Regions from separate parts of the Mus musculus genome. Here all the other regions are linked to region 1. Evidence: chromatin contacts called from public HiChIP or PLAC-seq and promoter capture Hi-C data. All regions are on one chromosome and are shown on one strand. The core of a region is the stretch at or near the end of the contact, and the rest is flanking DNA. Distances in the headings are between cores, read along the strand shown.

Evidence for each region. Promoter capture Hi-C pulls out the DNA fragments that hold promoters and counts their contacts. HiChIP or PLAC-seq counts read pairs in DNA pulled down with a chosen protein or histone mark.
Region 2: a promoter capture Hi-C map of cranial neural crest shows a contact between it and region 1. The contact joins the promoter of Mrpl46 here to the enhancer-like site in region 1. A contact is called at or near these places in 12 of 39 promoter capture datasets (the 3T3-L1 cell line, 3T3-L1-derived adipocytes, the C10 cell line and 8 more), 4 of 484 Hi-C or Micro-C datasets (Th1 cells, adipose-derived mesenchymal stem cells, gonadal supporting cells and 1 more) and 6 of 115 datasets of contacts at active chromatin or transcription factors (craniofacial prominence, differentiating embryonic stem cells, embryonic limb bud and 3 more).
Region 3: an H3K27ac HiChIP or PLAC-seq map of trophoblast stem cells shows a contact between it and region 1, with 14 times the contacts expected there. The contact joins the promoter of Aen here to the enhancer-like site in region 1. A contact is called at or near these places in 7 of 39 promoter capture datasets (the C10 cell line, cranial neural crest, embryonic stem cells and 4 more), 11 of 484 Hi-C or Micro-C datasets (the AML12 cell line, CD4 T cells, the HL-1 cell line and 5 more), 8 of 115 datasets of contacts at active chromatin or transcription factors (embryonic forebrain, embryonic hindbrain, embryonic midbrain and 5 more) and 3 of 9 other capture datasets (adipose tissue, embryonic stem cells and liver).
Region 4: a contact with region 1 is called in a promoter capture Hi-C map of cranial neural crest. The contact joins the promoter of Det1 here to the enhancer-like site in region 1. A contact is called at or near these places in 11 of 39 promoter capture datasets (the 3T3-L1 cell line, 3T3-L1-derived adipocytes, the C10 cell line and 7 more), 2 of 115 datasets of contacts at active chromatin or transcription factors (embryonic forebrain and pro-B cells) and 1 of 9 other capture datasets (adipose tissue).

What each region holds. Positions count from the first base shown.
Region 1 is chr7:75,897,858-75,900,557 of GRCm38.p6, forward strand. No RefSeq gene overlaps it. Among named protein-coding and RNA genes, the nearest start is that of Klhl25, 51 kb to the left of the region's middle. Within about 2 kb of position 1,339, at least 29 of the 459 cell types and tissues checked have an H3K27ac peak or open chromatin away from gene starts, as enhancers often do. A contact at or near this core is called in trophoblast stem cells, where this site is marked.
Region 2 is chr7:78,781,707-78,784,406 of GRCm38.p6, forward strand. Mrpl46 (mitochondrial ribosomal protein L46) reads right to left here and starts at 1,383. Exons shown (of 4, transcript NM_023331.2): 1 at 1,101-1,383. The coding sequence starts at 1,322. It overlaps Mrps11 (mitochondrial ribosomal protein S11), which reads left to right and starts at 1,425. Exons shown (of 6, transcript NM_026498.2): 1 at 1,425-1,717; 2 at 1,867-1,974. The coding sequence starts at 1,653.
Region 3 is chr7:78,894,519-78,897,218 of GRCm38.p6, forward strand. Aen (apoptosis enhancing nuclease) reads left to right here and starts at 1,409. Exons shown (of 4, transcript NM_026531.5): 1 at 1,409-1,496. It overlaps Gm39039 (a long non-coding RNA gene), which reads right to left and starts at 1,264. Exons shown (of 2, transcript XR_882236.1): 1 at 1,065-1,264.
Region 4 is chr7:78,845,800-78,848,499 of GRCm38.p6, forward strand. It overlaps Det1 (de-etiolated homolog 1 (Arabidopsis)), which reads right to left and starts at 1,412. Exons shown (of 5, transcript NM_029585.3): 1 at 1,308-1,412.

The sequences.
Region 1 (2,700 bases), core at 89-2,588:
GGGACCACAGGGCGGGTCCTAATTTCCCGAGTAGTTGGCCAACACAAACTAACTCCATGGTTTAAAAGAAGAGAGAAGAAAGCTTGAAGTTAGGTGAGTGGAGAGTGAGGATGGAGAGGGAAGATCTGGGGGTGGTGGAGCAGAGACGGGGGATCTAGGAGGAGCTGAAGGTGGTGGTGGAGATTATGATCGGAATATATAGTATAATATTCTGCTTTCTAGTTCCACCCATTTCCATGGAAATAACATAATTTTATTTTAGTTTTACACCTGAGAAAATTCTGTTGTGTATAAAATTACATGTATGAAACTTTCAAATCATTAATTAAAAGTGGTATTTAAAAATAAAATAAAATGGTGGGAAAAAGAAAAAAGATATTGATGTGTTTATAAAAAGATAAAGAGGCATAAGAATATGTTCTATGGGGGTGCGGTGCGGGGGAAGGAGTGCCTTAGTGGGCCCATGCCGAGGCATCCCTTCCCCCTGAGGGACCAGCCACATGACAGTATAGTATAGAATAGTTTATTCAGGGCATGGGGAGTGGGAGTTAAGAGGGTAGTAGAGGCAGAGAATGGCAGAGAGAGGGAGAGAGTATGGAAGTAGAGGCTGGCCATGACCACATGGAGAGAGGGGAGAAGGGAATGGGGAGAGAGAGGAATCAAGAGAGCAAGAGGCAAGAGAGAGAGGCAAGAGAGAAAGGAGGGGGCAAGCAGCCCATTTTATAGTGGGTCAGACCTACCTGGCTGTTGCCAGGTAACTGTGGGGTGCAGTTTGGACAGAATGCTAACATATATATTTGAGATAGTGAGAGAGATGATTTATTATACATGAGTTACACTATGAGAGAAGACAACTAGTCTGCAATGCTGCAGGTCCAGGGCAGAGGGCCAATGGGGACTGTTTGGATTGTAAGGAAGTCAGACTCTCAGATGGTCTTGGTGAGGAGATGGTGAAGTCCCAGGCCCACTGAGACTTATTACCGACATCAGCATACTGTCCACCAACTTGGACCAGCACCCTGGCCTTCAGCATCCCTTACTGCTGCTCCTTTAGCCTTCTTGAGTATACAAGCTAATTTCCTTGCACTTCTGCCTCATCTTTCTTCTCTTGCCTTTCATTCCCCACTCCACCCTCACGGAGCAGGGGTTTCAGGCCAAGAGCTATATAGATATAGTTTCTTCTGCAGAAAGCTTTGGAGTTTTCCCATGGTGTGTGCAAGGTGATTCCCAAGAGAATGAGCCCAGCTGTTCAGCTCTCAGAATCTTCTGTTACAGATGCATTATCTCCCATTTGCCTTGTAGTTGATTCTTTGTCACTGCAGGGCATTAGTGTCTAAGCAGCACTTGTCTCCCGTGCCCTTTAGAAGCTTGACTTTGAGTCATTTGCAATAGCTGTGACGTATGACCCCCAGGTTCAGGGGATACTTAAACATACGCACACAATTGATATCACAGTGGCCAAAGTCCTGTAAGTGGTGTTTGCACTGCTTTTCCATCCGGACACTTTGGTACTGTACAGGTCCTTGAAGGTCATATCAAAACAAACCTTCAATAAAGCGGCCTTTATAGAGCTCCTTTCTGGAGCTCAGGGCCAAGAGCTTTGTTCAGATTGATAAGGTCGATTCTTCTCCTTTTGTTCAGGAGCAAACAAAGACCCAGTGAATGTCAACGATCATCCAAATGGAAAGTCGTGGAAGAACCTTTTGTACCACATTGCCACACTGTCTCAAGTGATCAAAAAAGGGAGTTTACGGCCTGTGGATTACACACTCAGTTCCTTGACCTTTCATTAGTTATGAGTCGTCAGCTCCCCTCTGGCACCTCTCGCTGGCACAGTGTTCCGAGGTGTGAGATAAGAATGTGAGGTCCCTTCACGCTGCTTGTTCACGGTCAGTGGGAATGTGACCAGTTCCTCTCTTAGGGACACAGGGTGCCTTATTCAGCTCTTGAGCTCATAGTGCTTGGGCAACCACCTTCTTTGTTCTTCTGTTTACTGGTTCCTAAGTGCACAGAGCAAAGGCCCTGAGGTGCAGAGGACCTGACTCAGTGGCTCAACACAAAGGAGGAGGGGAATCAGGTGAAAGTTCAGAGTGGTGCCCTTCCATGACTTCAGCCTTTAATTATTATTATTATTTTTTACTTTATTTTTATTTTATCTTCAATTAAAAAAATGTACCGAGATGACTTTCATTCTTACTGGTGATTTCAAAATGTCACTGTCTATCTTCCACTTTAATCTCTAATTTTATCTTTCTTCCTAAAGAAAACACAAGCCAACAGAAGGAGCACTTCCTCTTTCTTGCCTACTTCATGCTCCCTCAAATGTCACTGTTTCTCCACCCACTCTTGCCCCATCTCTGTAGTCAAAGGGAAAGATGCTCCCATCCATCCCACATGTATTAGGGTCTAGGCAGGAAACCGAGTTCATCTGGGAAATACAAGAATTCATTCAGACGACCTGAAAGATTAAAAAGAAATTTAAAATCGATTTTTTATATAATATGTTCTGATTACAGTGACCCCTCCCTCTTCTTCCAGTCCCTCCTTACCTCCCTCCCCATCCATATCTACCCCCTTTCTGTCTTTCCATAGAAAACAAACAGACATCTAAGGAATAATAAAACAAAGCAGAATACAATAAAATAAATAACAGACCAACAAATTGGAATAACAAGACAACCAAACAAACACAAAAGAAGA
Region 2 (2,700 bases), core at 133-2,632, 2.9 Mb after region 1:
AAAAAAAAGCCCACTGGATTGTAAGTAGGCAGTAGGAGAACTTCATTAAGACTGTCAAGGAGAACAGAGGGCACTGAAGACCCACTTCCCACACACTAGGTCTACTCGTCTCTGATCAGCATCTATTCAAGGACTTTCCTGCCATGAAGACTTTCCAACATCCTTCTTCCTAGTCTCTCTTTCTCCTCATGCCATTTCTTCCAGATTTCTATCCATCCTTCTTATTTCAACTCAAATACCTCTTTCTCAGAAAGATATTCCTGGATACTTCTCAGGAAAATAAAACCTATGTGGTCCTGTGTAAAACTCTTCTAGTACTCTATGTTTTCCTTAATAGCACTTACCAAAGTCTATAATTAGTCATAAGACTGGTTACTGATTGTATCCCTAATTCCAGTACCTGGAAACTCTCTGCGAAGCAGAGCGATGTGCCTGTCACATCCACAACTGCCTATCACTTTGCACACAGACGCACAGTATTGGCTACGAATACCTTTATGGTGAAAGAAAAAGGACTACCAAAAAAAAAAAAAAAAGTCAAGTGAGTGAATACATTGAGCAAAAAGCACTGACGGGAGTTTCCATTAGTATTCTCCAGACAAAAGCCTTTTGGAGTCTAGGGATACGGAAGACCTTCCATCACTATCTCCTGACCCAACAGCAACAACACTTGGGTTTTTTGTCTTTCACAGAAATTGCTCCCTGAGGTAAAGCAAACTTTACCGCATTATCTTAAGGATGTGCCCACAGTCACCACGACTTTCGTCCTAACATCACAAACACTTCTCTATAGTCTGAGAGCTCCTAAGTTAAAGGGAGTGATTCCTGTTTGCCCCCGGATCCCTACAGTATTGAATGAACAAGAAGGAAGCTATCCACACCGAATGATCAAGAGAAAACAAGCCAACTAAACTCTTTCAACACCTGCTATATCCTAACCCAACTCAGTACGGTAACTTCATCTTGCAGATGTCACTAAAGGTCGAGAAATGAAACGTTTGCTCAAGGTCACACGAAGTACCAGAGTCTCCATGGAAATCAAGACCTCCTTGATACTGTTGCTTCCCTCCGCCGCACCAGGAAGCCCGTGACTGCCTTACCTGCTGTAATAGACCCGCCATCTCTTCCTGCAATGGAGTGAGCGCCTTGGTGATCAGCGGTGGCCGCTGCAGACACAAGGCGCCCGACAAGCGCCATGGAGACCGGCTGCTTGAGGACGCAGCCTCAAGGGACAAGCCACGAGAACTACCTGCCCAGAACCTGTCAAGCTGCCGCCAGCCTCTAGCCAGCCCTAAAAGAGTACGCCCTACGGGCGCCGCCATCTTTCTGTCTTCCCACAAGGTACCGCGGCGCCCGGCAGAGCCCTCAGCCAACCCCAGGTTCCCATGAGGCAACGCGGGCCGGCGAGGGGCGGGTTTACCGAGTGGAATGAACCATTCCCTTTGGGGGAGGTAGGTGAAATTCTAGTGTTAGACCACTAGAAAGGGGAAAGTTCCTACATAAATGGTTTTATAGAGCTTTAAATTTGAAGAAAAAATACTTACAGGACTATTTAAGAGCAATCAGGTGATTTCCTGTCTGTGAGCACCCCCACAGAGGCTCATGGTGCTGGCTCGAGCTAAGCCAAGCGCCGCGGAGGGTCAATTTCAGTCATGCAGGTTTTAAGAAACTCCGGGTCGTGGCTCCTGCGGTCCTGGGCTGGACATGGAATGACCAGGTAAGGATTACTCTTTCGAACCCACTGTCACTCTCGAGCCTGCCCGCCTACCTTCCTTCCAGACCTATGTGCCACTTGAACCCCCCAAAATACCGTTAATCCAGTCCCTCATCGTACTCTCTCTCTCTCTCTCTTTTTTTGCCCCCCAGGTTTGTGGGCATTGCCCCAGCTAAGAATATCCACACCGGAGCCCCGAGATTAGAAGACTCAGCTGCCAGGCAGAACACTGAAAGGGAAGCGGCTCCAAGTCGCTTCAGGTGAGGGTAAGTGGATGCAGCGCTCTGGAAAGTTGCATCCTGTGACTTCTGCCCGACACCGTCCAAAATCATAGAAAAAGTTAATTCCTGGCTGTCATTTGCCATCTGTGGGAGCTTGTGCAAATCAGCACACTATACGTGGAGATAATGCTTAGAGGGGTTGTTGGGAAAATAGAGGGATGAGCAGGGGCATAAGGTAGCTGTTCAATTAGCAACTGTTAGCTAAGTGTCCAATGTATATAAATACCAGCTTTCTTTTCCTTGTGAGATAAGCTTTAGATCCGACTAGCAGCTTTCTCTGCCTCCAACATAAAATGTCTTGAAGAACCACACTAACTGCACATCTAGATTGTGCCTTTCTTAATTTCGTGCCTAGCCCTGGGACCTGGCATCCTGCAGCATCCCACTAGTAGAAATACTTAATATGCAGGCGGTATATATGTTCACTTACCTTCACATCTGTTTAACAGTTACAAAAGCTACTACTACCTGTTGAGTACCAGGATAAATACAGGAAATATAGGTTATGTCTCCCCAGAAGTAGTACACAACTTGCAAAAACAACACACAGGCAAATGTATTAACCATAATCTGATCAAAAGGATAATAGAGGTAAGAACTGGCTGGACATTTAAGAGAGTAAGGCACACTTGAGGAATTCAGGAAAGACTAAGTACCGTGGACTGTGGAAGTGACTAGGATCTCAGCTGGACAAGATCATTGTGA
Region 3 (2,700 bases), core at 159-2,658, 3.0 Mb after region 1:
GTTTGAGTATACGGATTTTAAGGGCAGATTGATGCTGTCAGTTTAGCAAAATAGTAGATTTGCTTCTGGGGCCCATGAGCTCCTCCGGCTTTCCCTTTTTAAACTTACTTTTAAAAACCTGTTTTGTGTGTAAGTGTGTGTGTGCATGGAGGGGCAGGGGCTGAACACACATATGCAGGCTAAAGGACAACTTCAGGGACTTTCTTTCTTTCTTTCTTTCTTTCTTTTTTTTTGGTTTTTCGAGACAGGGTTTTTCTATGTAGCCCTGGCTGTCCTGGAACTCACTCTGTAGACCAGGCTGGCCTCGAATTCAGAATCTGCCTGCCTCTGCCTCCCATGTGCTGGGATTAAAGGCGTGGGCCACCACCGCCTGGCTCAGGGAGTTTCTTGTTGATTGGGGTATCTCGTTTCTGCCTACCCTAGCTGGCCAGAGAGCTCCAGTTAGTTTTTCTGTCTCCATATATCATCTAACTGTAGGAGTTACTGAGGTCACAGATAAATACCACTGCATCTGGCTCGCCTGCCCTCCCTCCGTCTTCTTCTTCCTCTGTCTCTCCCTCTCCCCCTCTCTACCTCTCTCCTCTGCGTAGCTTTGGCTATCTTGGAACTTGCTCTGTACACCAGTCTGTCCTGGAACTCGGAGATCTACCCGCCTCTGCCTCCGGAGTGCTGGGATCAAAGGTGTGTGCAACCACGCCCAGAGCTGCCTAGGCTAAGAAGGTTCAGGGATCAAATTCAGATTGTCAGGATTACAGAGAGAGCAAGCACCTTTTTTACCGCTGAGCAACTCTCCCATTCCTAAAAAAAAAAAATCACAAAGGAATACTTAAGATGAGTGTGGTGGCAAAACGCGTGATCCCAGCACTAGGGTGGCAGAGGCAAGAGGCTCATTCACAGCTAACACAGAAAAAGCGAGGACATTATGTGAACTTGACACTAGAAAAAAAAAAAAAAGAAAATGAGAGGACAGCTTGAGATCCTGTCTCAAAAAACAAAACAAAAAATAAACAAACAAAAAACCCAAATCAAATAAATATTGAAAAAGCAGTGCAGAAGAAGCAAACCTGATTTTTTTTCCCCCAAGTTTAACGAATACTGTATTATTTCACGGACTTCTCACAACCCCAAGCCTGGAGGGGCTGCAGTTCCCCGAGGCAGATCGGGATGTGCTCTTTGAGGCTTTAAGTCTTTGAAGGTTGCGGTTCACTAGGCGTCGGGTCAGAAACCGGACGTTCCATTCGGTTTTATGCTAACCTCCTAAACGCTGCCCTATCCCGGCGCAGGCCACGCCCTCTTCCTTCGGTAGCCCCACCCCTTCCAGTTGGCACACTTACTGAGGAGGAGCAGGATCAACCAATCAGAAGAGTCCTTAGGCGGGCGCTACGCCCCAGAGAACCAATAGACAGGTAGCCGAAGCCGGGCTTGTCCGGGCAAGGAGCTTCCGCACCCGGCAAGGGTTCCACGTGAAACCTGGGAAAGCGCGGCCGGGTTTTCAGGTGAGCTAGGGGACGGCCACAGGGAGTCCCGGGCCGCCCGTTTCTGTCGCCAGCCGCCTGTGGCTCTCGGGACGGGTTGGTTTGCAACTAGGCCGGGGCGCGGCCTCACGTGGTCCTGGCCGGACTCGGGGCCGGTGGGCCTCAGGGGACGGCGCGGACGTTGAGCGTCCTCTGGACGCCTCAGCTGGTGAGCGCGGACTGTCCTCGTACTTTTGTTTTGTTTTGTTTAAAATTGGTCTGGTAAGCTTTTGGGCAGCATCGGGGACCTTTATTGCGCCACCCTTTCTCAAACTGGGATGATTATCGCAATCGTGACTTGAGGGTGGGATCTCGGGTCCTAATCCCCAAACTTTGCCTTCTACCTAGAACGGTTGATGCCATCCGGTTACTTTGTGCTAGAACAGGGTCTCGACAGACAGACAGAGACCTGGGCATGGCAGGCAGGGCATGGCAGGTGGGGCCCTTATGACAGTGACGTTTCTGGCTTTGTAGCTTCTTGGGAGCCTTCTCATCTGGAATCCTCTTGGGTCAGGGACCCTCACTTGAAGGCCACGTGCCTACCATACTGACCAGAGTTAAGATATGGAATATTTGTACGTGGCCTTGTTGAAAGGACTGTGTCCTCTTCTCTCCAACTAAGCTGAGCTCCATTCAGGGCTGCAGGCTGTGGACGTTCTCTTTGTAATTGTTGGTTCTGACATGTTCACAGGGTGAGGGACTATAGGAAATGGCTGCTTTTTATCTCTTAACACAAATACAAAAGTACAGAGACTTTTTCTCAAGGGGACCTGATTTTAGCTTCTTTCAGACCTTGCCGGCAGGGACAGGAAAGTCTATGATCAGCAGGGTTAGCACAGGTCTTCTTAGCCAGATTTTCTCCCTTTGAGGTGTGGTTTGTGGAAATGAGGAGGTTGCTGACAACCTGTTTTTAAAAGAGGGGGTGCTATTTGGAGAGTGAACGAGCAAGCTGAGAGCCATTGAGTCAGCATGGGTCACTGGGCCTCCCCCTGGCTAAGTGGACCTTTACTCACACACATGCTGGCATCAGCAAACACAGGACTGGTCTTTCCTCCTATCTTACTGCTACTTACCCTGTGTCTTGATTAGGGGTTTACTGCTGTGAACAGACACCGTGACCAAGGCAACTGTTACAAGGACAACATTTAATTGGGGCTGGCTTACAGGTTCTGAGGTTCAGTCCATT
Region 4 (2,700 bases), core at 162-2,661, 2.9 Mb after region 1:
TTGCACATCAATAATAGAAAGAGAGAGAGAGAGAGAGAGATCTATCTCAAAAGCTTGGAGGTGGTAGTAGTGTTCTGGCAAAGGCTTTCATAAAGAGCAGCATAACAGATTCCCCAGGACCACAAAACAAACAAAACCCTTACAACACATAGTCAGGGTATTGTTTTGCAATCCTTTTGTTTCAAGCTTATCCTCATACAAGCTACATCCATTGGATAAAGATCTAAAAGGCTTGCAGAGCCGCCAGACCAGAGGGAGTCAGGTCTCTAAACTACCACCTCTGGTTGTTTTTTGGAAGGAACCCTTCCCTGAAAGCCACTCGCTCATTTGCATATTGCCTAGAGCCACTTTAGCCCTAGGAAAAGAGCAGAGTGACTGCAACAGACCACACACTGAACTCTACTATCTGGTCTTTTGTAGACACTAAATTCTTCACCTTTGAGAACTGTCTCCAATATCAGCCTCATCATCCTGTCTTTGAAGGCCTTCCTTCACTTAGTGAGACATAGATTCCAACACACTAGCCACTCAATTGCAACTCTCTGTATTTTACTAATGTGTATATTTATGGTGATCTCTCTGGGTCAAGTATACACTTATCTGTTGTATGCCCACCACAGTGCTTAACACGTAGCAAGCTTCCTTCTTAAACGGTGGGCATACCTCAAGCCATCTTCTTGGCTAACGTGGGTAACCACAGGGGAACTTTCATTTTCCGGAAGACATTCTCTCCGGTCCACGCCATAAATTCTCTCGTTGCAACGTTAGTAGTGTCAAGTTTTGGGGAAGTCTTTCTGACCACCCCACCTAAAGGACTCATCTTTTTCTTGTTTCTTTCTCTAGTCATCTGTCACATTTTTTTTTTTTAATTTACACGGTCGCTTGCATGGTTGTGTTTAATGTTTGAGTCTCCTCGTTGAACTGTACCCTCTCTAATGGAAGTAACCAGGTCTACTTCGGTCACCGCGGTATACTCTTCCAGCCCTGGGGCTGGCACATGGTAGACGCTTTGGTGCGGTGCGGTCTGAAACGAAAGCCTGGCTAAAGCGGGTCACTAATTGTGTGAACGCAAGGTTTATTCCTCGTTGGAGCAAGTGCACATGTCCCCACACTCTTGGCGACTGCTTCCAAAACAAGAAAAGGATGCCAAGAGGCAGACACACATGCCCATGGTCGCCCCCGGAAAGAAAAGCCCAGGGCGGGGCCTCCCCGGGCAAAGCCGGGGGCCGGAGCTCCTGAGACCCGGCGAGCATGCGGGGAGGAGCCCGCCGCGGAGCTCTCGCGGGCCGCAAAGGGCAAGTCCTCACCTGTCGAGTCCTGGCTCATGGGGCCAGGGCAAGGGTCGCCCTAGCCTGCTCCGCGCACACCTCCCCCGGCCCCGCCCCCACCATGCCTCGGGACCCCGGCGTCGGCAGCCACCAGCCCGGGTTTCCGCCCGCTACCGGAAGCGCTGCGCAGCGAGAAGGGAAGATCGGAAGATCGAGACGCCATGCAGCTAAGGAGCGGCGCAGCGCACCCTGGCGTCCGGAGGAGAGATCGAGACCATAGAGGCTGGATAAGCCCCGGACCAAGTGATCCAAGGCACGTTCATAACTACTATGAGTAGGAGTTAAGTTTTCACCTGCTTCTTGCATACTGGTGGAAGATGGATTATACATGCACCATGTCACTGCGTTTTCCATGCTCGTGGTTGCACGTGGGGATACAATAAAAGCTTCTGTACTAAATGAATCCAATACCATTGACTGGCCTTTTCACCTACACGTTACTTCATTTAATTTTCTTTTTTCTTACAAGCTATTTCTTCCCTGTGAGTCGGTGGCTTCTCTCCTTTGTGCTTGCGTGTGTGTGTGTGTGTGTGTGTGTGTGTGTGTGTGTGCGCGCGCGCGCGTTTGTATTTGGGTGTATGGTTTATTTTTGATGCTTTGGCAGGAAACCAAACCCAAAATATCTTCTCTTAAGGCTTCTGGGTAGCCACCGCCACTGTTCACCCACCACTGTCAAATATCTGTTTCTGTTGATGTGTATTGCTTTGTTGTGTCTCTCCTCCCTTTGGTAGATTATAAACTGAGAACAGGGATTTTTGTCTTATTTTCTGTTCCAGCCCCACCTCCCACCCCATAACAAGGTTTGACATCTTATAGAATCTCAGTAAATATTCCATCAGTAATCCATTGTGGTCTATCTCTTCTGGACCCCCATGCCATCTCCATTCTATATCCCCAGCTCTTCTGAGACATAGGATATAGAATTAGAGGCTAGGTTGAGCCTTGCTCTCTCTCCCAACCCTCTCCATACCCAAAGGACTCAGAGAATGAATATCTCTGCAGACCAACACATGAGAAAGGGATATGTGTTGACTTTGACCAGGGAGAGAGGAAAATTAAGGTCTAAAGGGGAAAGGTGACTTGGGGATATAGACTGACTATGAAGAGAATGATAGGTTTCTGGCCCAGTCCTACCATTTCCAGGCTCAGTATTCTTAGGTGCTGGCTTTAGAAACCTCATGCCTTTTTCTGGAAAATGACTATACCTGCCTCTTAAGGTTATCCCAAGTATTAAACCTGTTAGCCCTAAATACTTGAAGTCTTGATAAAATATTACTAAAGCTTTCCAGCCACAACTCTCTTCCTTTCCCATGATGAAACTGAGACCCAAAGGGGACATACATCTCTTGCACAAGTTCATACAAGAATAAGA